Linked DNA regions of Lactuca sativa: region 1 is linked to region 2. The links are chromatin contacts, called in public Hi-C maps. All regions are on one chromosome and are shown on one strand. The core of a region is the stretch at or near the end of the contact, and the rest is flanking DNA. Distances in the headings are between cores, read along the strand shown. Region 1 holds the start of LOC128126376. Region 2 holds the start of LOC111908022 (probable 1-deoxy-D-xylulose-5-phosphate synthase, chloroplastic).

Region 1 (5,411 bases), core at 798-3,297, 430 kb after region 2:
AAAGATATAAACATAACATTTTTTGAAGCACGTCACACCCATCATTCATAACTTGCAACTAACAACAAAACATACATCATATACTTTGAATCATAAAACTTATTTTTTTGCATATTTTGGATCATAGAACATAAAAATAAAATACAAAAAATAGATAAATCTGATGAATATGATAGTAAGATTAACAAAATAAAATATTATAAAGGTCTATAAACACATTCAATCATAAGTGTTCTAAAAAGGTTTAATGTTCAAGTGGAGGAACCAAAAACGTTCAAAAACTACATCAAAGACATAAAAACATTGTTCAAATACATAGGTATTCCATGAAAACAACTACCTAACTGTCTCAACCATACCATCTATATTATCCAAATTCTCAAGGCTATAAATGACTTTCTTGAATATTTTTTTATTTTTTAAGATTTGAGACTTTTTTTTGTGGATTTTTTGTATGGCCACACTTCTTTCTTCCTCTTCAGTAATTATGTACTAACAACAAAATAATAATAAAAAAACTATTCAAACAAAGCAACAACAACTATGATCCAATTTTTTAAGCACATTCTACTTTTCTAGTATTAACTAAAAATTTTCAGACAAATACTAAGAATAACATGATAATAGATCTAGATCATGGCAATACCATAAGAATTTTGCATCATCAAAATAATATTAGTAATGTGATTTTATATAATAATATGAGTATAATTATTTGCAATATTTAAAATTCAATAATTATATAAAATAGAAATCATTAACCATTTCACAAGTCTTTATAATTTCAAAGTACAATGGTGTAATAGCAAGAACTTAAAGTAGGATGCTACAATGAACAAATAAGTGAAAATACATTGTTATTTCTTGCATTCAACCCTTTCATTTATTATGATAAACATTAAATTGTAGATTTCAAGTAATGGCAAGAGAGATGCAACAAGCATTGTATAAAATGGGATTTCCATTAACAAAAAAAACAATTATGAAAGTAGGATGCTACAGTAAACTAATAAATGTAAGTATATTACTATGTTTGATACTTTCATCCTTTATTTTAGTGGATTCAAATTTTTATAGAATGATTTTTAAATAAATCAAATCACGATTCAATATGATTTTCAAGGTTATTATAAGGTATAGTTCCTTTCATGTTAATAGTATATTTGTTAGTAGTAATCCCATCAATTATCTGTATATTATCATGTTATCTTCACCTTGAACTATAACATAATGGTATTTTAGTTTCTAAATGTATCTAGCACTCATTAAATCTATAATCACAAATTTCTATCTTAACATTTTAACTAAATTTATGATACACGATCTATTTGACCTCTACATCAATACACTTTGTATTCCATATTAAGATGGTATCTGACATTTTTATAAAAAATTAATTTCAAGGAAAAACCAATGGTTGTTTTCATAAGAAACTACATCAGTACTTATCATATATATAAACAAATGAAAAGAAAACCAAAATCTTTAAGAATTCAAAATTTCCATATGTTGTTTCTTTGAGACATTATATCGAACAACTGATAAGCATCATTATATTAAGCTTCAGTTTGATGCATTTATCTAACTTCTTTATCCAGAAAGTTGTTCAAAACACAAAAACTTAAAAGAATTGATATGAATTTCATAAATATTAAATATTAAATCAACAAGAAGATGGGTTCAAATTGTTACACCCTGGTTTTACCAACATATCACATTACAAACTCAAAAAATTGAACTAATAAAACATAAGCACAATAATAGAGTTTTGTTACCTGCTCTCATGATAAATTTGTATGTTAAATCCAATCTTAAATAGTATTATTCACTCTTGGATGAACGATTGCAAATTTGTAAACTTTATTAGGGTTTTGATGCAGCTTTGGATGGACAGTCGAACCAAAATAAAGCTAAACCATGGAGATTCAAAGGCGATTTTAAGAATCTACATAGATTTCTGAAGCGATTGATGCTTGAATGATGATCGAGAATGGAGAATGGAGAAGAAGAGAGTAGAACGAAGGATTTTCAGCTTGAATGTAGATGGAAACGTGAATGAGGGTTTCACTTGCGTATTTACCAAATTGCCCTAAAGTATTTTACCCTTGATAGGAAAAGCATTAGAAGTTCATCATAATTTCCTAAATGCCACCGAATTTTTGAATTAAAAAATAAATAATTCCAATTAATCCCAAACACTCATTTTCAAAGGGAATGGTCCAAATTTGTTCGGGAAATTATTGAAACTGATTTGATATTTTTGTTAATTATGGAAGACTTTTTAGGGTTTTGTATTTTTAGTAAATGTTTTATTTTTTCTATATATAGTCATTAGCTTAGCTTGTGATGTAAGCTTTTTCCTGAAAATGTTTTGAAAATGTTTCTCTGTACGTCAATTTCCAAATCAATGAGATACAAAAACTTTGACAGATTACTTACAACTTTATGGTGATTGATTCATGATTGTTCTTTAGATTCCGCATTCGTCATCTCGTTTTTCAACTATATATATATATATATATATATATATATATATATATATATATATATATATATATATATATATATCCCAATCCTCAAATCTGACCAATCCCTAAAACCGACCAGGTTCACAGTCCGTCCTACGACCGTTGAACTGGGGATCTTAATATTAGATCACACAAAAGCTTCAAATTTTGATCTCGAATCGCAATGCACCAAAAATCTCGCTAAACATCCAGAAAAATAGAGTCTGAAAGTAAATAGTTTGGATTAGGAGAACATTTCGCAATTCCAAATATTTGATTTGTGAAATCAAAAATCAGTGCCACATCACATAACTAAATAAATCTTCATTTTCAAATGTCTCTAAAATCCAAAATCAAATAATAAAATCAAGTTTAAAAGCTCATGATTTTCCTCCTATTTTTTTTTATCGAAGCAAGAGTTTAGGCTAGTGACGTTGTGAAGGCAGCGACGTTGTCCTCCGTCCCAAACGACGAAGACGATGGTGGTCCATGGCAAGCGATGACGACGCTACGATAAGAGAAGGAGAAGGTCTGATGAGTAGCCTTCGTCGTCTGAGATTCAATGATATATTTTGTTGGTTTAGCATTTAAAAGTGTATGAGAGAGAGAGAGAGAACACTAATTTTTCTTTTTTTAGTTATTGTAGTTAAAAGAAATAGAAAATATAAATATAAATAACAAAATCGTAATTTTTAAAAAAATCAAACTAAATGGGACAAAACATGAAAAAAAACCGAAAAATTTAGTTCGGTGGTGCTAATTCAAAAATTGTTTGGACTAAAATGAGAATTTTTAAACAACCAGAGGACCTTTTTACAATTTAATCTTTCTAAATCTGTAACTATTATATCTATATTATATATAGTTTATTGAGATCGAGATGTATTACTCTTTCTTTTTAAATTTCCGTTTGCATTCCAAGAAGTTGACTTTTGTCGCCAATTTTGCTGCTGTTAGATTGTGTTGTAGACGAAGGGACTGGGAAGGGATTCGATTTGGTCATCCTCATAGTCTTCACAAAATCGATCCATAAGGGTGGGAGTTTGGTTGCGTAATCTTCATTTTATGAACCAGTGAACAGTCTATCGAGATTTCATCTAAATCGCAGGACATCGGCCACCACAACATCGAAAATGTTTGCAAATCAGCAGTTAATCGTTCTTTATAAAGCATTAGGATTTATTCGATTTCCTGGTACTAATTTCTATTCGATTTCCTAGTACTCATCAAAAAACGATATTGCAAGGTTAGCATCTCTTTACCTGTACATGTTCTTCTTTGTGCGTGTTTGTTACTCTATTGTGGTTCATGAATTTTTTCGCATCTCAATTGGTGAACTGCAGTTATAACTTTTGATTTCAATTTCAAGTTTAACGTCTAATCTGATCAACCAACCTGTAATGTATCTTTGATATATTGGGATTTTCAGTGGTATGTTTGTTAGTAATGGGATTAGAAATTTCAAATTAAAACCAAAAACAAATGTGTGAAGGCCAATGGTTTTGGGGACGTTTTGTTTGTGGCTAATCTCTATGTCCAATGTCAAGAGTTGGTTGATCTTGTAAAAAGTTAGGATAAATCTTCCTTTTCCCTGACTTTCTATGTTAATTAGTTGTTTTTTTTGGTTATATTTTATTGGGAATTTATTTTTATGCTGTCCCTGACGAAAATTTCTTGTTCCGCCCTTGGTTTGTTAATCTTTTTGGCTTTATATATCATCAGTGAAACTGAAACCTCATCATCCTTGTGCCTTTGCAGTTGTTATAATCTGTTTTCTTGAAAACAAACAAATCATGTCGTTCCTGGAAAAGTTTGGTCACTTAAGAATTCCACTGGAAGAGATAAGAGGAGCAACAAACAACTTTGCTGCAAAATATTTAATTGGGCGTGGTGGTTCTGGAAAGATCTACAAAGGAGTGCTCATCCGGCCAGGAGGCTCTGTCAGGGTCGCATTCAAGTTGCTTGATAGAGCATTCGTCCAAGGATCATCAGACTTCTGGAACGAGATTATCCTTCTTTCTGAATGTCGACATGAAAATATCATAAACTTTGTTGGCTTCTGTGATGAGGGGAACCAGATGATCCTTGTCTACGAGTTTGCAAGAAACGGAAGCCTCGAACTACATTTACGTAGCGCTGACCTCACTTGGTTGAAGCGCCTCCAAATTTGCCTTGGTGCAGCTCGTGGCTTAAGTTATCTTCATAACCAACAGAGAATCATTCATCGTGACTTGAAGAGCGCACATATTCTATTAGACCAAAATTGGCATGCAAAGATAGCTGATTTTCGGTTATCCAAATTTGATCCGGCAAGTATGATGAATGCTTTCCTTTTTACAGATATGGTTGGTACACTCGGCTACATGGATCCTCTGTACATTGAAACTGGTCTTCTAACAAAAGAGTCAGACATTTACGCTTTTGGGATTGTATTAATGGAAGTTCTTTGTGGGAGACTGGTAAATCAAGAGGGGAAAATGGTACGCCGCCATTATGAAGAAAGAAAACTCACCGAAATCATAGATCCAATTCTAAGAAAACAAATGAGCGCAGATTCCTTGGATCTTTTTTCTGCTATTGCATATCAATGCCTGAAAACAGAACACAAGGAACGCCCATCGATCATTGAGGTTGTGGAAAAGCTTGAGCGGGTTTTGGAACTTCAACCAAAATTTGAGGAGGCGTTAGCACATCAACAAGTAAGTTACTATATTAATTACACATTTTCGGTTATTATTTCATCAATAATTCATTTAAACATCTATATATATATATATATATATATATATATATATATATATATATATATATATATATATATATATATATATATATATATATATATATATATATATATATATATATATATATAATATAAATGACCACATGCAAAATGTTATTATG
Region 2 (5,997 bases), core at 3,417-5,916:
TTTTATTTTACCTCAATGGGGACTCCATGGCATAAAGAGCTATTTGACTTCACAATTGCACCTCTTGGATACCGAAAGCAAACAGGTCTATCATCAATGCAAGATGCAGTAGCCACCATGTTAGCAAGCTCAATCTCATCAGAAGGTGCCATGACTATCATATTTGGCAAACATGACATGAATGTTATGTCAAAAGCTCCACAATTTGTGGGCCCATCTGATCCTACCAAACCCGCACTTGGAATCACAAATCTTACAGGTATTTTCTGTCTATCTACATCATGAACCACCTACATAAATAAAATGAATTGAGATTAAAATGTGAAGGAATTAAGGGTTGTTTGGTTTGTAGAATGTTTCTTGAAGGAATGGAATCTGTCAAAAGAATTGGATCTGAATGAATCATAATGTGTAGGAATGGAATATGTCAAAGGAATTGGAAGAAAGAGGGGAAACCTGATCATATGCTCTTTGAAGAAATGTGGAAGGAATTATACAAAATGGCTTCAATCCACCACATGATAAGCCAGCTGAAAATGTGACAGCATGTTGTTCAGCCATTCCTACATCGAATAATCTGTCTGGAAATTTTTGTTGAAATAATTTAAGTGAGGATTCCATTCCCATTCCTGCATGAACCACTATGATATCTTTGTCTATTTGTGCTTCCATGGTTAAAGCCTCTGCAAATCTGTCACTATAAGTTTGGGTATGATTACTCGGTTGTGGGTCCATCTCATAAGGATCTGTTTCATATAAGAAACAAAAAAAATATTTAGTTTTAATAACAACGGTTTTAAGAACAAAAGATTTTATACCCTCTTTGTATTTATTTGATATTCCAATCGGCTTCTCATTTGGTAATACTTTATCTTCCTTTGTTATGACATGAACTAAAACGGGACCCGTTGAATCCAAGGATGCCACTTGATTAAGAACACATATAAGATCTTCAATATTGTGTCCATCAACTGGACCAATGTAATACAAACCAAGTTCTTCAAAAAGGGTTGACCCTAGTGGACCAATCATACCACGTGCATACTCATCAACTTTTGCAGCCCATTCGTACATACCCTTACCAATTCTCTTTGTTAAACCCTACAAGATTACATTTTTGGAGCTTAGATTCATAGTACAGTTGAAAAACATAACTTTAAAGATATTAAAGTTAGTCTTGCACTATCTAAAATCTTTATGTTGTGTGAAAAACAATGAAATTTGTTTATGCAACATGAAGGACTTGTTGTAAAGTGTTGTAACCATTTGTCTAAATGTCTAATTAGGGTGGTAAAAAGTGTTTTTTGGAGCTTAAATTCATTTCTCTAATTCTATTTTGTCTAATTACAGATATTCACCAATTGGATCTTGATCCCCTGTTTTACATCATTTATGAGCATGTGATATCTCAACCAACTATCAAAAGTGTATATTAAACTATGTGTCTAGTCTAAGTGTTTAACATTACATTTTTATTGAAAGAACATGAGTTGATGCATTTGGTTTGCGGAATTTTTTTGAAGGAATTGTGAATTGCTAAAGGAATTGGAATCTGAAGGACTTGGAATATGAAGGAATTGAATACTGTCATGCTTTTGGTTGGCAGGAAATGGAATGGAATCTCTGAGCAAGAAGAGGGAAAGCAGAATGAGAAATTCTAGGGTTAAAAGGGTATTTCGGTATTTTTAACAAGGGAATGGTGGGAATCCAACTCCAAGAGTTTTAGGATAGAATATTGAAATCCATTGGCCAAAGGAGGAAATCAATTGTGTACTCATGTTCAACCAAACATGGGATTGGAATGGAATTGAATTCCAATTCCAGCCAAATCCCATGGAATCCAAACACCTTCACTCTTATGAAATTGCAAAATCCCAAGCAATACTTGATGTAAAGAAAATAATACCTTAGCAACTTCTCTCCACTTCCTGAACAATTTGCTAGATTGCAACTTGCTTAAAGTACTCGAGAGTGCATTAATTGGTGTTTTAGGTGACTCCTCAAGTTTTGGATGCAAAGATTGACGACTATCATTTAATATTACAACCATATCTGAATCCAAATAGCCTGCATTACTCATAGCCTCATAAAGCTGTCCAGCCATAGTGCTTTCATTACTTATCACTGCAACTACTCGGTCTCTTTTCCCTTTAATATCTCTTGCAATCGCCATTCCTGTGTTCAAAACACCATCCTACTTTTCAAACTGGTTATTTTGTGTAAAATTTGACCAAAGTTGGATGCTTTTTATAATGGTTTTTAAAGTATATTGAGTAGATTGGAAATGAAGTGAAAGTGTGTTGAAAAATATACCGAGTCCAGCAGAAATGCTGTTGCATCCATGTCCTGAACCAAATGGATCGAATTCACTCTCTGAACGTGAAGTATAACCAGAAATTCCATCTTTTTGTCTAAGGGTATGCATAAGTGATCTCCTTCCAGTGAGAATCTTATGTGCATATGTCTGTTCATGTTTCAAAAATATAACAACATGCTTTTATTATCTATCATAAAGGGTATCATGGTGTATCCATGATCATACAAAAAGCACCAAACTTCATCAAGTTTTTATGTTAATGTTAGAACTTAGAAGTATTAAAGGGAAAGTTTCAATGAATAACAACATACTTCACTTCATTTCTAATTTGTTTGAAACCTGTACAATGCTGCTGAAATGGCTGAAAGTCTGTTATAACCTTTTTCAAAAGTTGGATGGCTTTAGTAATGATCTTTAAAGTCTTGTGATTAAACTAGAAATGAAGTGGAAGTGTATTGCTATCTATTGCAATTTGACAACTTTTAATATCAAGAATTTGAGATAGAATAATCATATTGCATTTGTATCCATCATCATAAGTTCACCAAACTTCATAATCTTTTATGTTGGAACTATTAAAAGGAATTGCAATGATTTTCAACGTACTTTCACTTCATTTCAAATTTTATTAAAACTGTTGTACCTTACAATTGATTATTTTGGGTACTTTTGAAAAGAAACCTATAAAAATCTGACGTGGTTGAATGACTTTTATAATAGTTTCTAAAATTGGTAGGTTTCAGTAACAATCTTCAAAGTCTTGTGATCAAACTAGAAATGAAGTGAATGGGTGTTGCTATTTTTTGCCAACTTTAAAATTCAAGAATTCAAATACAATAATCATATTGTATTCATCATCATAAAAGCATCAAATTTCATAATCTTTCATGTTAGAACTATTAAAGGGCAAATTGCAACATCACTTTAAACTAAAGTGAAAGTACATTGTTATTTATTGAATTTGCCAAAGATACAATGACCATAGAAACATCCTTACTTGCTCTCCAGCATCCCACAATATCTTGTCCATGGGTGCAGAAAACACACGATGTATAGCAATAGTCAACTCCACTACTGACATGCTTCCCTTCACGGATTTTTGAGTTTTATTCATTATAAACAACAACTCTGAGCGAATATCATCAGCCAATTGTTTCATTTCCTACATAGAGCTTGGTCAGCGAGTGATGACAAAATACGCAAAAAGAATATATAAAGGGTATTTAAAGGGTATTTTGGTCATTTAGATGACAAAAAGTAAGAAGTTACTAAACCTTGTGAGATAGGTTCTTTAAGTGCAAGGGGCATTCAACTGTATCAAGTATAGGTGTTGGGGGCTTTTCCGGAAACAAATCGCCTATTTTGGGTAGAGAACATACACGACCTACACATCCCTGTATATAGAAATGACACTTTGCATTAATGAGATGAGGAGGGCATTCTCGTCTTTTGCATACACAAGAGATTGAAAGTAGGTTCATATTCCAACTTTTTGGGTAGGAAAAAATATTACTAACTATACATGCCTTCAATGAGTTGATGATCTAATTATGATCCCTCAAGTAATAATAATCACTTTGAAAAGCACATATGAACACCCCTAACATATATTAAACTGTATAACATAATTTAGTAGCAATTAAGTACTTTTCATAAATAGTTTAACACTAGTCAACGTTCATTCACCCACCCCCAATGAGAATTAAGCATCAAGAATAGACATATGAATACGATTAGAATAATAAGCAAAAACAAGTTACAAACAATTCTAAAAGGATAACCTACGACTTGAAATTGTTGATGTAAGTGAGTCGATCCTAAATTGTGAATATAAATAATAACAGAAATGACGAACATGAAAGTAGCATACCTTGGAGCAAATTGACGAACCCAAGCTAGGTTTCAAGCTGATTTTGAAGAATTCCCCATTACAATGAAAATTAACACTTGAAGACTCCGATTTAGAAGGAAAATTTCTTGAATTTTCATGAAATTGAGCATTGACGCCCAAAGAACAATGTGCAGAAGCAGTCGTCATTATCAGAAATGACGAGAACCCTCCTCACGAAACAGTGATTGCAATTGAGATATGATCAGACACGTTAATTACAAAACAAATGAACAAGAATGAGGATCGCTGGTGGATATTTTGATGAATCCGAGGGAAAATATACTATATTAAAACAGGAGAATTATATGTTTAGAAGAAATTAGGGTTGCTGCGTGTTTGAACGTGCATCAGTGAAGTGAAGGAATAGATTCCATAAGACTGTAGATTGTGTACATAGTTTTGTTTGATAAAATGGAGAATGCCAATTTTGTATGGAAAGCCGGCCCCTCTCACGATAGGATATTTTAGGCTCCCACGATCAATACAAATGGCCTCTTTAAAACGATTATAATTTGATATTAAATTTTTTCATAAAGATTCTTCATTATTGAGCTCATTAACTTCTATCATAGTTGGCATTAAAAATATGTAAGAAAACCACGATACATTTTGACAAAACAACAAAAGAAACTATAAATTTGGTCAATGTAGCGGTTAACTTTCCATTTTCTTTTCTGCTTTTTTTTTTTTTTTTTACAAAACTGCAAAATTGGTCCCTATGGTATTCAAAAAACTGTGGATAAGGTCCAAAAAGTTTCCGACTTGCATGGAAGGTCCAAAATCAAGATTTTTCCGTGATTTTGATCCTAAATTTAAGAAATTTTCGTAGTTTTGGTCCATGGAACACTTGAATTGACTGTTTTGCCCTTTTAGATTCTCTTGGTATTTTTTTATAACTTTTATTTTGTAAGTATTAATGAAAAAAAGAGAAGAATTATGCTCGTCCACCCCATCATTCCATATGTACCTCCACCCTCTCTCTCTCTCTCTCTCTTCACCATCTTCCCAATCTATCTCGTTTTTTCTCCCCAGAATTCTAATCTGCAACATGATGCCCCCATCAAACTCGTTCACTTCACCATTTCTTCACCTAATCACAAACCAAAACACCCTAAAACCAAATCCATCAAGAAAAGTCGAGATTACAACACCTAGCACCCTGTCTACAACGACGTTAGAATGCCTAACTTGGGTAATTGTGTGTCTAAAATATTTCATGAGCTGAGGAAGAAAAAACAGATATGGCTCGGGACATATCGAGCCATTTTGTCACCATCGACGCCTCACTCCACCGGTCTTCTGCAACCTCATGTCTCTTCCTTGTGCAGCCGACATCCAGGTGCACCGCCTGACCTAGCCGTCTTTCTCCTCCTGTCCGATTCTGATGTCGGAGTCAACCCCAACGTCGCCGCCGTCTTTCCTACATTGCATTCTTCTTTCTGACCACTTCCTTCTCCAGGTAACAACCTCATTGTATTTTCTAGGGTTCATGAAATCTGATTTCAAAATGATGAAATCAAAATTTTCTTTTTTGTGAATTTGTCTTATGAAACCACATTGGTTATGTATTATTGTTGAAATTTGTTGAAATGTGCTTTCGCAAAATGCTTCAAATTGTTGTGTTGTAATTTGATTTAATTTAGATTAAAACTATTTCTAAAAAGAATTGTTCTTGAATAAATACCATGTGTTCATCAATTATTATAACTAGGTTTGTTTGGAAGAAATTATCCAAGAACGTTGACAGCAAACTTGATGACTAAACTTCTGTTATTTGACTTTTTATTTT

What was found. Hi-C and Micro-C count contacts between places; a contact is called where the count stands out from the background.
Region 1: a Hi-C map of seed shows a contact between it and region 2, with 8 times the contacts expected there. The contact joins the promoter of LOC128126376 here to the promoter of LOC111908022 in region 2. A contact is called at or near these places in 2 of 4 Hi-C or Micro-C datasets (leaf and seed).

The regions. Positions count from the first base shown.
Region 1 is chr5:75,448,203-75,453,613 of Lsat_Salinas_v11, forward strand. LOC128126376 reads right to left here and starts at 2,048. Exons shown (of 3, transcript XM_052764186.1): 1 at 1,776-2,048. LOC111908021 reads left to right here and starts at 3,401. Exons shown (of 11, transcript XM_052764189.1): 1 at 3,401-3,753; 2 at 4,266-5,206. The coding sequence starts at 4,301.
Region 2 is chr5:75,013,204-75,019,200 of Lsat_Salinas_v11, forward strand. It overlaps LOC111908022 (probable 1-deoxy-D-xylulose-5-phosphate synthase, chloroplastic), which reads right to left and starts at 4,667. Exons shown (of 11, transcript XM_052764182.1): 1 at 4,188-4,667; 2 at 3,592-3,711; 3 at 3,315-3,479; 4 at 2,314-2,464; 5 at 1,907-2,175; 6 at 819-1,101; 7 at 457-746; 8 at 12-290. The coding sequence starts at 4,355.